Linked DNA regions of Sus scrofa: region 2 is linked to region 1. The links are chromatin contacts, called in public promoter capture Hi-C maps. All regions are on one chromosome and are shown on one strand. The core of a region is the stretch at or near the end of the contact, and the rest is flanking DNA. Distances in the headings are between cores, read along the strand shown.

Region 1 (3,496 bases), core at 784-3,283:
ACTCAGCACTGTATTTCAACTCACTATGTTCCTTTTTTCCAATGTCCAGATTAGAATTTGTCTATTGAGTTTTTGACAATATTTTAATATTCCGAGGATTTCTAAATGTTTTTTTTTTTTCTTTTCTGTTTAGGGCTGCACCGATGGCATATGGAGGTTCCCAGGCTAATGGTGATGGAGCTGTAGCTGCTGCCCACAACCACAGCCACAGCCACGCAGGCTCTGAGCCACTCCTGTGACCTACACCACAGCTCACGGTAATGCCAGATCCTTAACCCCCTGAGCAAGGCCAGGGATTGAACCTGTGTCCTCATGGATGCTAGGCAGATTCGTTAACCACTGAGTCACGACAGGAACTCTGAAGTGGTTCTTTTTTTAAAAAAAAATCCACCTGTTCTTTTCCCCATTTTTGTCTATTTTTTTGTTTCAAAATTTTTGTTCCTTTTAGATGGAAATTATTTTCTTCATTTACCTCTTTGTGTATGCCATATACTGTTCTTAATTTTGGGGTTTTTTTGGGGGGGGAGGCTGGAACAGCAGCATATGGAGGTTCCCAGGCTAGGGGTTGAATCGGAGATACAGCTGCCGGCCTACACCACAGCCACAGCAAGGTGAGATCCAAGCCGTGTCTGTGACCTACACCACAGCTCAGGGCAACACCTGGATCCTTAACCCACTGATCAAGGCCAGGGATCCAACCCGCAACCTCATGGTTCCTAGTAGGATTCTTTTCCACTGAGCCACAATGGGAACTCCTGCCATATATTGTTTTTACGTTTTTGTGAGATTGCTTCATAAAATTAATTTCAGTGAATTCAAGTCCTTATTGTTTTTATTGGCATCCTTTCTCAGTATTAGATTCCACTGTGTTTTGGAATTGTGGTTTAATTCTAAATTTGTGAGTTTGTGGGTTTTTTCCTTCTTCGTTCTTTCCATATTCACAGCTACATGACTTCCGGAAATGGAAACCTCGCCTGAAGTCTTCCCACCTACCTCTAGTGGCCTTTTTTCTCCCCTGGCTCTCAGCTGACAACCAGAACTTTTAAAAGGGCATTTTGAAGTTCCTGGCTGGCAGTAAAAATGGGGATTATGCAGCTCGAGGCCTCAGGCTGCCAGCATTGCTCCAGTACCAGGGTGGAGACCTGCCCCATGGTCTCCAGTCTCTGTTAAAAGCCACCATCCTGAAGGAAGAAAGGTTCTCATACTGCAGTGGGGAAGCATTTGGGCTTACTCATGATTTGGCCAGTTAACACATGATTTGGCACTGGAGCAGCCTGTTTTATGGCCTGTCATACATGTTGTCCACTGTGGTTTGCATGCTTTAACATGAAAGCATTATCCAGAGGCGGAGAATGTCCACTCCGCAGGTAGGGTAAATGCCTCCCCTTCCTGGGACACCAACACCAACACTTCAGCCGAGATAAGGCCCGTTCCAGATGCGGTCACGGACGCAATGTGTGCAGGCAATCTGTCGCTTCTGGAATCCGGAAAGGATACTTGTAGGTTCCTCCATGATTCCAGGCATTATTTATAAATGATTTTCTAGTTTAAACGAATTCTGGAAATTTCAGCCGTCTTGGGGGGGGTGGTTAGGGAGAGGGTTGTTGCCCCATCGCAATTCAATCCCAAATGTGGGTTTCACATCACATTGGCTAAAGGCTTCCATCTTCGAAAACGGAGGGGTTCCGCCCGAATCGCGAGCAAACGATTTCAAAGCGCGGGAGTCCTAATCGGAGAGGTACGTGCAAATCCCAGGGTTTGCAGCCCGCGCGGCTCGCGGGTCCCCGCCGGGAGCCTCCAAGCCTGAACCTCTGTTCACCCGGGCCTCGCCGGACCCCGCGGGCCGCCAGGAGGCGGTGCGCACCACGCCTGCGCGCCCCCTCCGCCCACTTCCGCCGTCCTCTGCCCCGCCTCTTCCGCTGCGGACTCCCGCCCGCGCGGCCCCGCCTCCAGGCCGCGGCGCAGACGCACTGCGGGACTGGGGCGGGGCCGGGCGCGACGCGGCGAGGGGAGGGGTCGCGGCGGGGACGGGGGCGGGGCGCCGAGCAGGGCGCCGAGCCTCCGGGAGCGTCCAAGTCGCCGCCGCCACAGCCGCCGCCGCCGCCGGGGGCTTGGCGCGCCCCGCCACCCCGGGCCGCTGGGTGCCGCGGCCGCCGGCGGAACATGGCGCCCTGTACGCTGTGGCGCTGCTGCCAGCGCAGCGTGGGCTGGGTGCCGGTGCTCTTCATCACCTTCGTGGTCGTGTGGTCCTACTACGCGTACGTGGTGGAGCTCTGCGTGTGTGAGTACCCGGCGGGGCCCCGGAGTCGCCCCGGGCGTCGGCCCCGCAGGCGCGCGCGGTGGGCAGGGCGCTCTCAGCGTCCGCCGGGCCGTGTCCGCCCGAGCCGGGCGCAGCCGCTTGCGACCCGTTTGTTCCGGGAGGCGGCGGGCCTGAGCGGCGGCAGCCGCGGCTCCTCCGCGCCTCCTTCCTGGAAGCCCATCGGGTCCCGGGACCCCGCGGGGACCAGTGTGGGCGACACCGAGGGCAGTTCTCTGGAGGGAGGGGACGCTTGGGGAGACGCGCGCCGTCGGGGCGGAGGACGCGCCTACGCGGAAGCGCCGCGCGGGGACCCCCGTCCCGGGCCCGCGTTGGCGCAGCCCCCGGCGGGCGCTCCACGTGGAAGGGAATGCTCTGCTCAGGTTTGAGGGGACGTTTTCAGACGAAAAATTTTAAGAACATTGTTTCGAACCTATGGAACATTTAATTTCGAAGAAAGCTGTCCCTGCCAGAAGAAGTTAGTTGCGGAACACGTTTTCAAGTCAAGATGGGGCGGTAGTCTGTTGAAGATTGTTTACTTTCCTCCGTTTTGATACCAAAACATGTGTCAGGAATGTTTGAATCAGTTGAAGCTGGCTAGACTTAGGTGTTTCTTAGTTTCTTACAGCTGCTTCCAGAGATGCTCAGAGGAAGGTCCTCAGCTTGTGATGATACTTATTTACTCTGAAGTGAGAGCATTTATTCCCAGTTGTGCCAGTCCTATTTAATTCTGTCCGGTTATTGTACCCTCCCTCTCCCAAGTCCTTAATGGTTTCGAAGCAAAGCCTCTGCAGGAACACTGCAGGGTGCACGTAGGTTGAAGTCGCACGTTTAACCTATAGATGGTCGTCAGAAGTATCAAAAGGAGACATCGAATCGGATGGGAAAGGAACGTGAATGCGCTGGTGGGGATGGAGGGAGCATCTGTCTTTCTCACGTCTCTGAGCAGATGTAGGAAATGAGTGTGACTAGGTCACACGGTTGTTGAGTGGCTACGGAACGTGACTCACGTCTTTCCACCCTGCGTTTACCTGTTACTGAGGCAGGAGGGTCGGCGCAACTCATTGTTTGGTCCTTAGTGGGGGGGGCGTGGCTAAGCTCTTGGGAGGTTAGTTAGGCTTCAGGCCCAGCCTTTAGAGATCACACCCCAGGATTTCATTAAGTCAAAACAGTCTGCAGCAGTTAAGGCCCAGTGCTTGT
Region 2 (3,331 bases), core at 692-3,191, 110 kb after region 1:
ACTCATACCACTACATAAATTTAACAGACACCCCAAAAAGACAAATAAGGTTCCAATCTTTAAAGAACTGAGTTCTAGTATTCTGGGCTTAGTTTAAAATCACACACCTTTTTAGGAACGTAATGAAACACTGTGTGAAAAAGAGTTTAGTGATTCCTCAAAAAGGTACAGACTGAAGGACCAGATGACCCAGCAACTCCACTCCTGAGCATAAACCCAAAAGAACCGAAAGCAGGGGCTCAATACCATGTGCACACACTCATGCTCTCGAGAGCTCTATCTGCAAGAGCTGAAATGAGGAAACAGCCCCCAAGTGCTCATCAACAGACAAATGGACAAAATGTAGCATATCCTTCCAGTGAAACAGTATTCAGCCACAAAAAAAGAATGAAGTTCTATTACATGCTCTACGGTGGGTAATCCATGAAAACATAAGGGAAATAAAATAAGCCAGACATAAAAGGTCAAATGTGACATGAGAGCACTTACATGAAATGCCTAGAATAGGCAAATACCTACAGACATAAAAGAGCATCTACCAGGGAGTTCCCGTTGTGGCGCAGCGGAAATGAATCCGACTAGGAACCATGAGGTTGCAGGTTTGATCTCTGGTCTTGCTCAGTGAGTTAGGAATTCCGTGTTGTCTGATCTTGTGAGCTAAGGTGTAGGTCGCAGACGCGGCTCGGATCTGGCAATGCTGTGGCTCTGGCTAGCTCTGATTGGACCCCTAGCCTGGGAACCTCCATATGCCACGGGTGCGGCCCTAAAAAAGAGACAAAAGACAAAAAAAAAGCATCTACGAGAAACTGGGGGAAGGCTTACTGGGTACAGAATTTTTGTGGAGGAATTTTAACGTTCTGGAAATAGACAATGATAACGGCTGCAAAATATGAACATATTTAATGACACCAAAGTGTACATTTAAAACGGCAAATGCCAAATATGTTTTACAACAGACATATTTTGAGAAATTACACATCTTTTACTGCCACTAAAAAGCCACTCTACTGCGAAACCAAGGAACGGAATGAGGCTGCTTGTATGTGACGGTCCTAATCAGACGTGGGGTAGGGAAGGCACGGCTAAGAGAGGCCTTCAGGAGCCGGTAAACACATCAAAAGCTTCTCCATTAAGCACATCAGAAACCACCAGCTTTTGTGTTTTTGTTTTTTCTGATGCTAAGGCTTAATACCGCGTGGAAATGCTCTCAGAGGACGACAAACATCACCCAGCAGCACCACTCCCCCGCGCCGCGCCACTCCAGCACCAAGTTCGCGACTGAGACCCCCCGGGGCGGCTACCGCAATTTAACGGCCTCCGTGTCATTTCCGTGCCCAGCAACCCCAACAGGGACGGCAAGCTCAGGCCAATCCTTCACACTCCGAAGTTTCAACACTAAACACGAAACAGCCACAAGACGGGCAAACACCCTTCCTTCCCAACTCTGCGCCTGCTGCTCAGAGGCCGCGAGCTGGGAGGGGCCGAAGCCGGGAGGACAGGCCCCCGGCGCCCGGGGGACACCCGCGCGCGGCCTCCCGGCCTTCGCCCCCGGCCCGAGTCCCCGCGACCCCCGGGCGCGCCCCCGAGCCCCGCCTCACCAAGTGTAGATCTGCAGCTCGCTGGACGGCACGTTTCCGCGGGAGAACTCGTCCATGCGGTGGTGGCGGCCGTTGTTGGTGGTGAAGACGCGCAGCAGCAGCGGGCAGGTCTGGGGGCGGCGGGCGGGAGTCAGGAGGCGGCCCCTTCCCCCCCCGCCCCGCCGCCTGGGCACGCCCCGAGGCCCCTCCACCTCTCCCGACGCTCACCTTCTCCCGGTCGATGGGCTTCTCCGGCTCCTTCTTAATTTCCTCCTGGGTGACGCGCGATTCTACCGCCATCTTCCTCCTGCGGCCGGCGAGACGCTCGCTCTGACCTCCGACCCCCGCAGCGAGCATGAGAACCGAACCTCTCGCGAGGAGACGCTCGCGAGTTTATAGACGACACGGAGAGGCGGGGGGAGGGGTGCGCTCGCGCAGGCCCTCAGCGCAGGCGCACTACGCCGCTCGTAGCGGGAGCCCCCACCTCCCCCCTCCAATCCCCGGGCGCGCCTGCGCACTGCGTGCCGGGAGAGGACGGCGTCGCGGGCGGGGCCCGAAGGCAGGGTGAGGGATGCGGACGCCCAGTGTGGGAAGGTAGGAGTGGCGGGCGCTCGGGATGACGGCGGGCTGCCTTCAGGACCGGGCAGGAATGCACGGAACGACGCGCGCTAACCGGAGAAGGATGATAAATTTGATTAGGTTAAAATAAAAAAGGTGCCGGAAGAGAGAAGCGGGCCGCGGCCGGAGGGCGTGACCCCAGGCGCTGGGAAAGCCGGGGTCCCGGGGGTTCCGGGCATCCCGGGAAGAGGCCAGATGGCCTGCAGGTGCTGTAAAGGAAATCCACGTGTAGGGGGCTCGCGCTTGTCGCGCTGCCCTGGGGACGCGGTGGTACCGCGGCGACTGGCTTTAAGCGGCTGCTTTTCGCGAAACGTGCAGAGCGCAGCGCGGGATTCGGCGGGCGGGCGGCACCCCGGTCCCTGGCTGCTGGGGGCTGTTTGGTGGAAGGACGGGCCGTGTGCCCTACATCCACGTTCCGCCCCGTGGGCCACACCCTGGAGAGAACCTCGCTGAGCTGTACCCAGGGACGTCACGGAGACGCGAGAACAGGTGTCCTAGGGTTGATGCTCGACGCCTTGCGTAGACGATGCAGGGGATGCTACGCGTTGCCTGGTGAACAAACTGTAACTTCGAGAAACCCAAGGGCACAACGTAATGCTGAGTGCAGGAAGCCGGAAACAAGGGACATTTGCTATGCGAATACATCTTTATAGGATGCAAAAACAGGCAGCGCTAAACTCTTGTTCCGGAGGCATTCCCAGGTGATATAACTATAAGGAGAAAAGCAATGAAGTAATTACCACAAAGGGCAGAATGGTAGTTACTTGTGAGAAAAGGGGACTGTAACCAGGGAGGGGCAAAGCGGGTGCTTCTAGAGTGTTGGCAACGTCTGTTTGGGGACCTAGGTGATAGTTACATGATTGTTTGATTCTAAATTATTATTTGAACAGTGCATTGATATTTTACATACACTTCTCTATGAATATTTCTTTCTGTTTTAAAGAAATATATATTACCTTAAAAAAAAAAAGAGGAGTTGGTGGTTAGCAGGTTGAAGATCCAGCTTTGTCACTGCAGTGGTTCAGGTCGCTGCTGTGGCTTGGGTTTGCTCTCTGGCCTGGGAAATGTGGCATGCTGCAGGCTCAGCCAAAAAAAAGAAATGGAGGAGTTCCTGTCATGGCTCAGTGGAAAACGAA

Evidence for each region. Promoter capture Hi-C pulls out the DNA fragments that hold promoters and counts their contacts.
Region 2: a promoter capture Hi-C map of liver shows a contact between it and region 1, with 4 times the contacts expected there. The contact joins the enhancer-like site here to the promoter of ZDHHC20 in region 1. A contact is called at or near these places in 3 of 5 promoter capture datasets (fetal liver and liver), 11 of 47 Hi-C or Micro-C datasets (alveolar macrophages, epiblast stem cells, fetal liver and 7 more) and 2 of 2 datasets of contacts at active chromatin or transcription factors (alveolar macrophages and skeletal muscle).

Annotation. Positions count from the first base shown.
Region 1 is chr11:1,404,396-1,407,891 of Sscrofa11.1, reverse strand. It overlaps ZDHHC20 (probable palmitoyltransferase ZDHHC20), which reads left to right and starts at 2,033. Exons shown (of 12, transcript XM_021065450.1): 1 at 2,033-2,281. The coding sequence starts at 2,164.
Region 2 is chr11:1,293,076-1,296,406 of Sscrofa11.1, reverse strand. SAP18 (histone deacetylase complex subunit SAP18) reads right to left here. Exons shown (of 4, transcript XM_021065443.1): 1 at 1,806-3,331; 2 at 1,599-1,708. The coding sequence starts at 1,934. Among named protein-coding and RNA genes, the nearest start is that of SAP18, 4.5 kb to the right of the region's middle. Within about 2 kb of position 1,941, at least 57 of the 83 cell types and tissues checked have an H3K27ac peak or open chromatin away from gene starts, as enhancers often do. A contact at or near this core is called in alveolar macrophages, fetal liver, liver and 4 more, where this site is marked.